Regions from separate parts of the Sus scrofa genome. Here regions 1 and 3 are each linked to region 2. Evidence: chromatin contacts called from public Hi-C and promoter capture Hi-C data. All regions are on one chromosome and are shown on one strand. Each heading gives the region's core, a stretch centred on a gene start, on an enhancer-like site or on the middle of the called end of the contact. The rest is flanking DNA. Distances are from core to core; before and after follow the strand shown. Region 1 has its middle 87 kb from the start of SLC4A4. Region 2 overlaps SLC4A4 (solute carrier family 4, sodium bicarbonate cotransporter, member 4). Region 3 has its middle 60 kb from the start of GC.

Region 1 (2,779 bases), core at 23-2,522, 220 kb before region 2:
TTGAAGGAAAGCAGGCTGTTATTTTTGTTCTGAAACAGCGGAGTTTCTGGTACATTTATGGCAGATGTAAGCGCACCAGTTTTAAGGATCAGAAATTCAAAGAGCAAGGAGCTAGACTACCTAACATTTCTATTACCAAACATGTTTCCTTTTATCCAAGTCATTATTTCTCTTGCCTCTAGTACATAGCTGAAGTATATTGCAGCACCCTTGGCAAAAGTAAACTTCAGATAAAACTTTGTTTTTAAAAGTAATTTGCGCAAATGAGATACACTCCCATTCAATGATTATTAGGGTGACCTCTGGTAACTCTGGTTACTCTGAAATGTTTATGCTTTTAAAATTCTTCTTAAGGTCACTCCATTTGGGGTGATTGGATTCAGCTCCACCTGAAGGCAGGAAGAGCCTGATGCTCGCTCCCAGTTCTTTCCGAAGCTATAGTTCTGAGGAGGGGAAAGACATCAAGATTTCCAGCCACACCCTCAGTTCACCTGGTTCAACTTTACTTTCAGTGGGTGGCATGACACTTCATCCACATTTTCAAAACTCAGTAGAAAGCCATGAGCTGCAAAACTCACTAAGAATAGAGTGAGTCAGAAGAGGAGTCCTCTTCTGTTGAAATAATGAACTTATCTATGTGGGATATATTTAAAGACCTAAAGCTCATTTTCACATAATTTGCCTCATGTGCATTTGTGTTAATGGTTTAAAGAGATACTCTTGAGAAAGGAAACCTGGTGTCAGTTTTAATCTTTCAAATAAAAAGAGGCTGTTGTGTCTGTTCTGTCTTTGGTTACCTTATAGGATGTTTTGTAAAGCTAACATTTTTGGCATAGAGTGGTTACTGTGGATGGACTTAAAAACTTTTAGCTTTTCTGATGTCATACTTGTTTCTGTACCAAAAAAGGCTCCAGCTCCAGCCCAGGCATTTCCACAGAATTGGTCCATAGATGACAAATCAGTGTTACCAGAGTGACCCAGAAATGCTGACCACGAGGGACAAGATAACGGATTCATTGCAGACACACTTAGAGGAAATTAGCCAATTTTGTTGGGTGACCCAAGGTTGAGACAGGAAGAGAGAGTCCTAGGTAGCTTTTTCCTATAGCTATTTCATCTTTTAAAAAGTCAGCCAGGATTTGGGGATCTGTATGATATAAACAGATTACTTAATGGTCTCGTATTTTGTAATAGGGAAAAAGAGCAAACTCCACCTTATCCTTTGAGATAAGGCCTGGCTCCACAGGGCTAGGTAACTTCCCAGGAGGCCTTGGCAACTCTGACTTCATCAGGAGGGGCCTTTTCTTAACATCAGGCCTCACCAGCAACTCAGGAAGCTACAGTACAGCAAGACAATATTGGCTGAACCCGGTTTCTGTTTCTGGAGTTTGGTGGGTGCTCCGAAAGGTATTAGGATATATTGTGGTGGTTTTCCTCTTCCATTCAAAACCAAGTCCAAAAGGAAGTGTGCTCCCGTCTGTCCAGAGGGAAGAATAACTCATGTCTACCGGGGGACATTATGGGAGAACTGTTGAAAAGGCTCAGAACTTGCAGGAAGATTATTTTTAGGGAAATAAAAGTGTAAAAGTAGGACAGGGTTTGGGACCAAGTAGATATTCCCTAAATATTTGGTAAAAGAGTGAATAAATGAATGTATAGGTAGACTAAAGGAAACATGTATAGAGTTACTTTATGAAATCCTCGAAAAAAATCCTTGTTTAAATTTTGAGTTAGAAACTTGGCTCTCTTAGTCAGATGATGATGTAGTTGCTAATGAGGCCATCCCTGCTACTACTCCTCTTTGGTTTTGCAGAGATCATGAATGTTTTTCTGTCACTTATGTTGATAAGAAAAAGAAGCCCCTAAAACACCTCTGCCTTATACTTTTTCCTTCTTCTGCTCTGTATTTTGAAAGAGAGACCGAAGGATGAAATGGTGGCTTCTGTCTTTGGAGGTCAGGATCTCAACATTTTACAGATTTGAAATCGTAATGACTTAACCCTACTTTCCACTAGAGGATATTAAGATGATATGTTTATGTGTATTAGAGGAGATCATATTCTAAAAAAAGGAAGCAGGGCCTCGGTAGGTATTCGTAAATAATTAAAATGGTCCAAAACATAATTGCCCAGAAGGAGTGAATGAAAACTTATCGATGGGAAGGGAGGGGCCTAGTCCCAGCCAGCCCCGGTTCTGAGCCTTGAGTATCAGTGTTCAGTTGCATTTTGCTCACTGCTCTCCTGTTGACTCTGATTGCTCAGAAACAGTGTGTACAGAGGAAATACTTGGGCAAATATTGCTGAAGGAAAAGACTTCTTAAAAGAAACAGTGTATCCACGCATTGGCCAGTTTGATGGAATTTTGGTGAGGTGTTTAAGGGATGCTGCTTGAAAAGCAACTTGGGTTTCCCAGAGCAGGTCGAGGCCATCCAGACGCAGACATTTCCCAGCTCCTGCCTCTTTGTCCTCGAGGCCTCAGCTGAAAGCCCTCCAGAGGCAGCGCTGTCTGCCACTCCCTGCTCTGTCAGTGAGGTTAAATAGTTGTGGATAGATTTCTTGAGCTTTAAGGAAATTGGATGGTAATTCCATGGGTTTTGAAAACTGGACTCGGAGGTCCCTTCCCTGAGTTTTCCAGTTGTGGAGAATTCCCTGGTAGCAGAGTGTGGGCCGAAGCCTCTGGAAGCCACTTTCTGTCCCTGGGATCTACATCCTTTTATGGCAAGACACGTAAAAATTGAACTCGGTACTTGAGTTGTGTTTTACCGTGCTCCAGAAATTCT
Region 2 (2,700 bases), core at 167-2,666:
TTACCTGTCACAAAGGAGATGTCCCTGGTGTCAGCCTCACCCCTGCCTGAGGCCATTGGAAACTTGCTTTCATTGGATGCTGGCTGAGCAGGTCATAGGAAACCAGGGAAGGCATATCTGAATGCGTTTTCATTGTGGAAAATACAATGAAGATTTTACATATAATCTTCCTCCCAGGAAGGACCTCTGTTTTCGTGAGAAACTGGTGTTGAGGCTTGGACTGATTTAACCCAGGCATGGCAAGTGCTGGCTGAAGCGACATGACTTTTCCTTTGACCCTCTTCCCCAGGTTGTGTTAGGAGTCTTGGGAGTTCCCTGGTGGTCTAGTAGTTAGGACTCGGTGCTTTCACTGCTATGGCCCAGGTTCAGTCCCTCATGTGGGAACTGAGATCTCACATCAAGTGCTACACACTGGGGCCAAAAAAAAAGTCTGTTCTGAGTAGCTCAGAGCTGTCTTAGAAGGATTCTGACAGTTCCCATTCCCTCTGTGGGTACCAGGAAAGCAATGCAGCAGAGCTCTGAAGGCAGAAAATCTTGTATTCAAGTCCCACTTGGCTAATGCCCAGAGGATGATTTTGGGCAAGTTCCTTTTTCCCAAAGTAGCTCTGCCTCATCTTCCTCATCTGTAAAATGGGGTTAATAATAGTCCCTACCTTACAGAATTGTTTTGAAGAAAAAACGAGATCTTAGAGACAAAGTATTAGGATACTTTCTAATAAGTAAATGTTATCCATTTAATGACCATCATTAGTGCTCTTATTTGTTAAAATGTTGGGAGTTCCCTTGGGGCCCGATGGGTTGAGGACCTGGCATTGTCACTGCTGTGGTGGGGGTTTGATCCCTGGCCCAAGAGATTTTATGTGCTGCTGGAGCAGCCAAAAAAAAAAAAATGAAATTATAAAATAAAATGTAGGGTTCCTAAGTATGAGTGCTAGAACGAGCAAAGCAGTCTCCCTCCTCCTGTCTTCTGAACAAACACCAGGCAGGTAGCTCATTCTGGAATAAGACTGTTGGTTGTACCCTATAATTTTAGAGTTGCTCAGATGAGTGGCACTCAGGAAAGATATGTACTTGAATGAGTGGAATTATTTAAAACCTATGGAGATAAAACCTCTTTCAGATATGGAAAAAGGCAAATGGATATTTAGATTTTCATGATAATCTCATGTTTTAAAAAACCCTTTTAAGATTAATGACTGTGTATCTCTCCTATAGCCTCAATATCTTACTGCATCAATCCATCATAAATTTAGTGCCTCATGATAAAAAACTGAAAAATGAGAGTGGTAGAATGATAGAGTTGCATGTACACCTAGAGTAAGTCTTCTAAAAACAACAAAAGATCGGCCTTTCATCGCAACATGCACTCTTAGTAAAAGAATTCAATCGATGAGTCAATAATATTTAAACTGGCGAATGACTTGTTTTTCAACACTGGGACAGTATGTAACGAGGAACCAGAAACTGCACAGATGGAATCGTGTCTTTGCAAACTGAGAAACAATTTTACAGGAAAGGACACAGGGGTCGCTGAAAACTGTATTCATGGCCACAATAATATTATGGAGTTTTGGTGTTTTGTCAAGACAGCTCTTCTTTCTCCTCCCGTCTTCATCTTTCTTGTTCTCACTTGCTTCCATGAAACTTGATCACCTCCCGTGTTTCCTCTTCTTAAAAGGCACTTTTCCATCCCTGCTTCCTGCTCCCATCTTTTACTCAGTAACCCAAGTCACACACTTCATTTCTTGAAGCTTAGTTTGCAGTTGCTGTGAGGAAAGTTAGCCATGAAATTTGACATATCAGTCAGGTTTGTAGCCCATAGTTTTTGTGCTAAACATTCACTTTTCTTAGAAATAGGATAGTTATTAATTAACATGGAGGTAGTAGGTGTTCTGTTTCTCACTGTGCCTTGATGGTTACATAGCAGAAGTGTATAAGCAAGAAATGATATGGTTCAGAAGCCCAAAGTGAAAACTGAAAAAATCCATTTGAAAAACAATTCACAGTATTTCATTTCATCACCAGCATCCCAATTTAGAAAATTGTTAGTGTGATAAAGCGTAAAGAGTAAGTGCTTTGGAGTAAAGGAAACTGAGTTTGAATTTTAGCTCTAGTTTGCACTGTGACCCTAGGCTAGGCTCATTTCCTAATCTCTTTGTTTCATAATCTGTGAGCTGGGTTAGTAATTATACTTACTCTTAGAGGTTGCTGTAAGGATTAAATGAAATAGTGTGCAAAATTGTCTGGCACCTAACAGAGTAAAAATTTGTTTTTTTTTCTCATTTTTTATTGTCGCATAAAAGATGCTCTAGCAGTTTAAGCTCTTTGTAGTATTTTTTAAATTATTTATTTTTTTGTATTTTTAGGGCCGCACCTGCGATATATGAAAATTCTCAGGCTAGGGATCGAATCAGAGCCGTAGCCACTGGCCTACACCACAGCCACAGCAACATGGGATCTGAGGCGCATCTGCGACCTATACCACAGCTCACGGCAATGTGGGATCCTTAACCCACTGAGCGAGGCCAGGGATGGAACCTATGTCCTCATGGATGTTAGGTTCATTTCCACTGTGCCACCATGGGAACTCCTTTCCTTGTATTCTTTTAAAGGGGCTCAAACATTTAACTCCCTCTGAAATTTTCCTGGAAAATGATCTTTTTTTTTTTTTTTGGTCTTTTTGCTATTTCTTGGGCCACT
Region 3 (2,868 bases), core at 237-2,736, 200 kb after region 2:
GGCCAGGGATGCCAGTGGTAAAGGTAAGTGCACTTGTTTCAGTGGTACTCCAATCTTGGCCTCTTTCTTACTGCACCTGTTCTGAGTCTTCAGATTATTGTTCAGCACAATCTGTCTAGGTTCTTAGCTACATCCAATGGGAGAGACAGGAGAGAATGTATTTATTCTATCACATTCCAAAACAGAACTGAATAGAACAATTTTATTAGGTTGGATGGTAATGCACTTTGAACTGACAGACCTTTGCAATTTGATAGTATTTCCATGTTGGGAGAGTGATGATGATGAACAGGTCATATGAAGATCAAGGTTGGGAGTTCTCGCCGTGGCTCAGCAGTAAAGAACCCAACTATTATCCATGAGGATGCAGTTTTGATCCCTGGCCTCGCTCAGTGGGTTAAGGATACAGCATCGCTGTGAACTGTGGTGTAGCTCGCAGATGTGGCTTGGATCCCACGTTGCTGTGGCTGTAGCACAGGCCGGCAGCTACAGCTTGATTCACCCCTAGCCTGGGAACTTCCATATGCCATGGGTGTGGCCCTAAAAAGCAAAAAAAAAAAAAAAAAGATTGGAGTCCTTTTCAACTCAGGGATGCAATTTACTATAAGCCTCAGTGTCACAGAAGAGCATCATAGAACTCCACCTCCAGTGTCCTATTTTTCATGTCACCAGTGGTTTCATTGGTCACATTTGCTAATTTTGTCATTTTCTTGTGTCATCTGTAGTAAACTTAAATGCTATTGCATATAAGATTGGATAAAGAATAAGGATCCTTATTTTTTTATAGCTTCACTTTAAGCTATTTAAAAAAAATAAGTTGTTAGCCTATTCTGGAGCCTACTGAAATGGTGAGAGTTCACGCTGCTCTAAAACACACAGAAAGATGATTACATATAATTTGCTGGAATCCTCCTTGTGTTTATGTCACCAGTAAATCTCTTGTAAGCAGTTTAGTTGTTCACACACTGAAAAGTATGTGGATTAGGGAGAGTAAAAGACTGTGTGGGAATTTATAAAAATCGGGAACGTTGGCTGGCCCTGTTGAATCCAATTTTCTCTTCTTCATGATCAGCTTAGAACCAGAATATTACTGTTGAAATGGACTATTCTTGCTGAAACTGAACAGTTTAAAAATATGAAAAAAATCAGTGAAATGGCTTGCTTCAGATGACACGGCATAGGGTATGGGTCTTCTGACTTTCAGCCAATTGGACAATGTTTATGAAGCAGTTCTAAGGAACTCACCATTAGTGGGATATGGTATTCAGGATGCCACTGGCCACCACCTATAATAAGTATACAGCAATATGTCCTTTTGAAAAAGCCTCTAACTTGGCTTTAGTTCTTGTTTGGATGAGTGAGTTCTTTTGTATGCTGAACTGCTTTGAATGTTTATGTACAAATTCAGCTTAAAGGTAAGGACAGGGATAAAGGTCAGGGTGCTTGTGACTCTGTACTTTGGTCCCACAACAAGACACGCTCATGAGCTTTTGCTTTCGGCAGATGCTCGGTGTATCATCCACAGCAACAGTAATGAAAGCAAACACTCACAGAGAGCACAGGTGGGCCAAGAACCCGATTGGTCACTGGTGACAAAGCAGGTAAGGCAGGTCCATCTCTGCCTCAGTGAGCTCAGGGCACTGTGGTCTGCTTCTGCAACATGTTTCTTGAGCTAAAAAACGTAACTGGAGGCCAGTCTTTTTTCCCTCTTTCCCTCTTCTCATCTGTTTTAGATTCATTACGCTTTCTAAATGTAAAATATGCGTTTAAAAACTATTTAATCTTGTATGCTTTTTTGAAGGCCTGGAGGAGTCTACCTTGAATAAAGAACTCGTGCTCAACTATTCACAATAGTCAAGATACAGAAACAACCTAAATTTCCATTGACGGATGAATAGATTAAGAAGTTGTGTTATATACATATATATATATATATACAATGGGCTATTACTCAGCCATAAGAAAAGAATGAAATAATGCCATTTGCAGCAACATGAATGAAACTAGAGATCCTCATACTAAGCGAAGTTAAGTCAGAAAGAGAAAGATAAATACCATATGATATCACATATGTGGAATCTAAAATATGGTACAAATGAACCTGCCTACAGAGTAGAAACAGACTCACAGACAAAGAGAACAGACTTGTATTTGCCAAGGCAGAGGGAGTGGGATGGACTGGGAGTTCGGGGTGAGTAGCTGCAAACTAATACATTTAGAATGGACAAGCAATGAGGTCCTACTGTACAGCACAGGGAACTATATCAGTCTCTTGGGATAGACCATGACGGAAGATAATATGAGAAAGGGAATGTGTATATATAGTGCATATATATTATACCCCCCCATATATATATGACTGGGTCACTTTGCTATATAGCATAAATTGGCGCAACACTATAAATCAACTCTACTTTAATAATATAAATAAAAAGAACCAGTGCTGAAAGCGTGTAGATGCTTAATACTGCTTCATTTAAGTGGTAACCCCAGTTTTAATTTCTGTTTTCCTCCACACCCCTGGTAGCCTCAGATCTAGGAGTGCTCCTGACTCTCATGTCTTCGTCCTCATCTAAAGGGCGCTAGATAGGATCTAGACTAAAGGGTGCTAGATATTTTTAGAGCCAGCTCATTTCTGGTTCTGCTTTCTCATTATCTGCTCTGATCTTGAGTGGCCAGACTACATCTTCCATGGCGTTTGCCCTGGGCTGCACTGCGTTCTCCAGCTTCACTGCTCCTTGTCCACACAGATATCCTGACTGGACTCATCCTATCACACAGAACAAGTTGTCAGCATATCCCTGCTAAATAAATATATGCTAAACACTGAAGTATTAAAAAAATAGAAAAAAATCCCAGAAATTTATT

The links. Promoter capture Hi-C pulls out the DNA fragments that hold promoters and counts their contacts. Hi-C and Micro-C count contacts between places; a contact is called where the count stands out from the background.
Region 1: a Hi-C map of liver shows a contact between it and region 2, with 5 times the contacts expected there. The contact joins two enhancer-like sites. A contact is called at or near these places in 2 of 47 Hi-C or Micro-C datasets (embryonic fibroblasts and liver) and 1 of 2 datasets of contacts at active chromatin or transcription factors (skeletal muscle).
Region 3: a contact with region 2 is called in a promoter capture Hi-C map of liver, with 6 times the contacts expected there. The contact joins two enhancer-like sites. A contact is called at or near these places in 1 of 5 promoter capture datasets (liver) and 6 of 47 Hi-C or Micro-C datasets (brain, embryonic fibroblasts, epiblast stem cells and 2 more).

Annotation. Positions count from the first base shown.
Region 1 is chr8:67,879,684-67,882,462 of Sscrofa11.1, forward strand. It overlaps a transcript of SLC4A4 not described here. Among named protein-coding and RNA genes, the nearest start is that of SLC4A4, 87 kb to the right of the region's middle. Within about 2 kb of position 1,273, at least 4 of the 83 cell types and tissues checked have an H3K27ac peak or open chromatin away from gene starts, as enhancers often do. A contact at or near this core is called in liver, where this site is marked.
Region 2 is chr8:68,098,460-68,101,159 of Sscrofa11.1, forward strand. The region is part of intron 11 of SLC4A4 (solute carrier family 4, sodium bicarbonate cotransporter, member 4); the gene reads left to right. Among named protein-coding and RNA genes, the nearest start is that of SLC4A4, 130 kb to the left of the region's middle. Within about 2 kb of position 1,417, at least 1 of the 83 cell types and tissues checked has an H3K27ac peak or open chromatin away from gene starts, as enhancers often do. A contact at or near this core is called in liver, where this site is marked.
Region 3 is chr8:68,298,920-68,301,787 of Sscrofa11.1, forward strand. No RefSeq gene overlaps it. Among named protein-coding and RNA genes, the nearest start is that of GC, 60 kb to the right of the region's middle. Within about 2 kb of position 1,487, at least 3 of the 83 cell types and tissues checked have an H3K27ac peak or open chromatin away from gene starts, as enhancers often do. A contact at or near this core is called in liver, where this site is marked.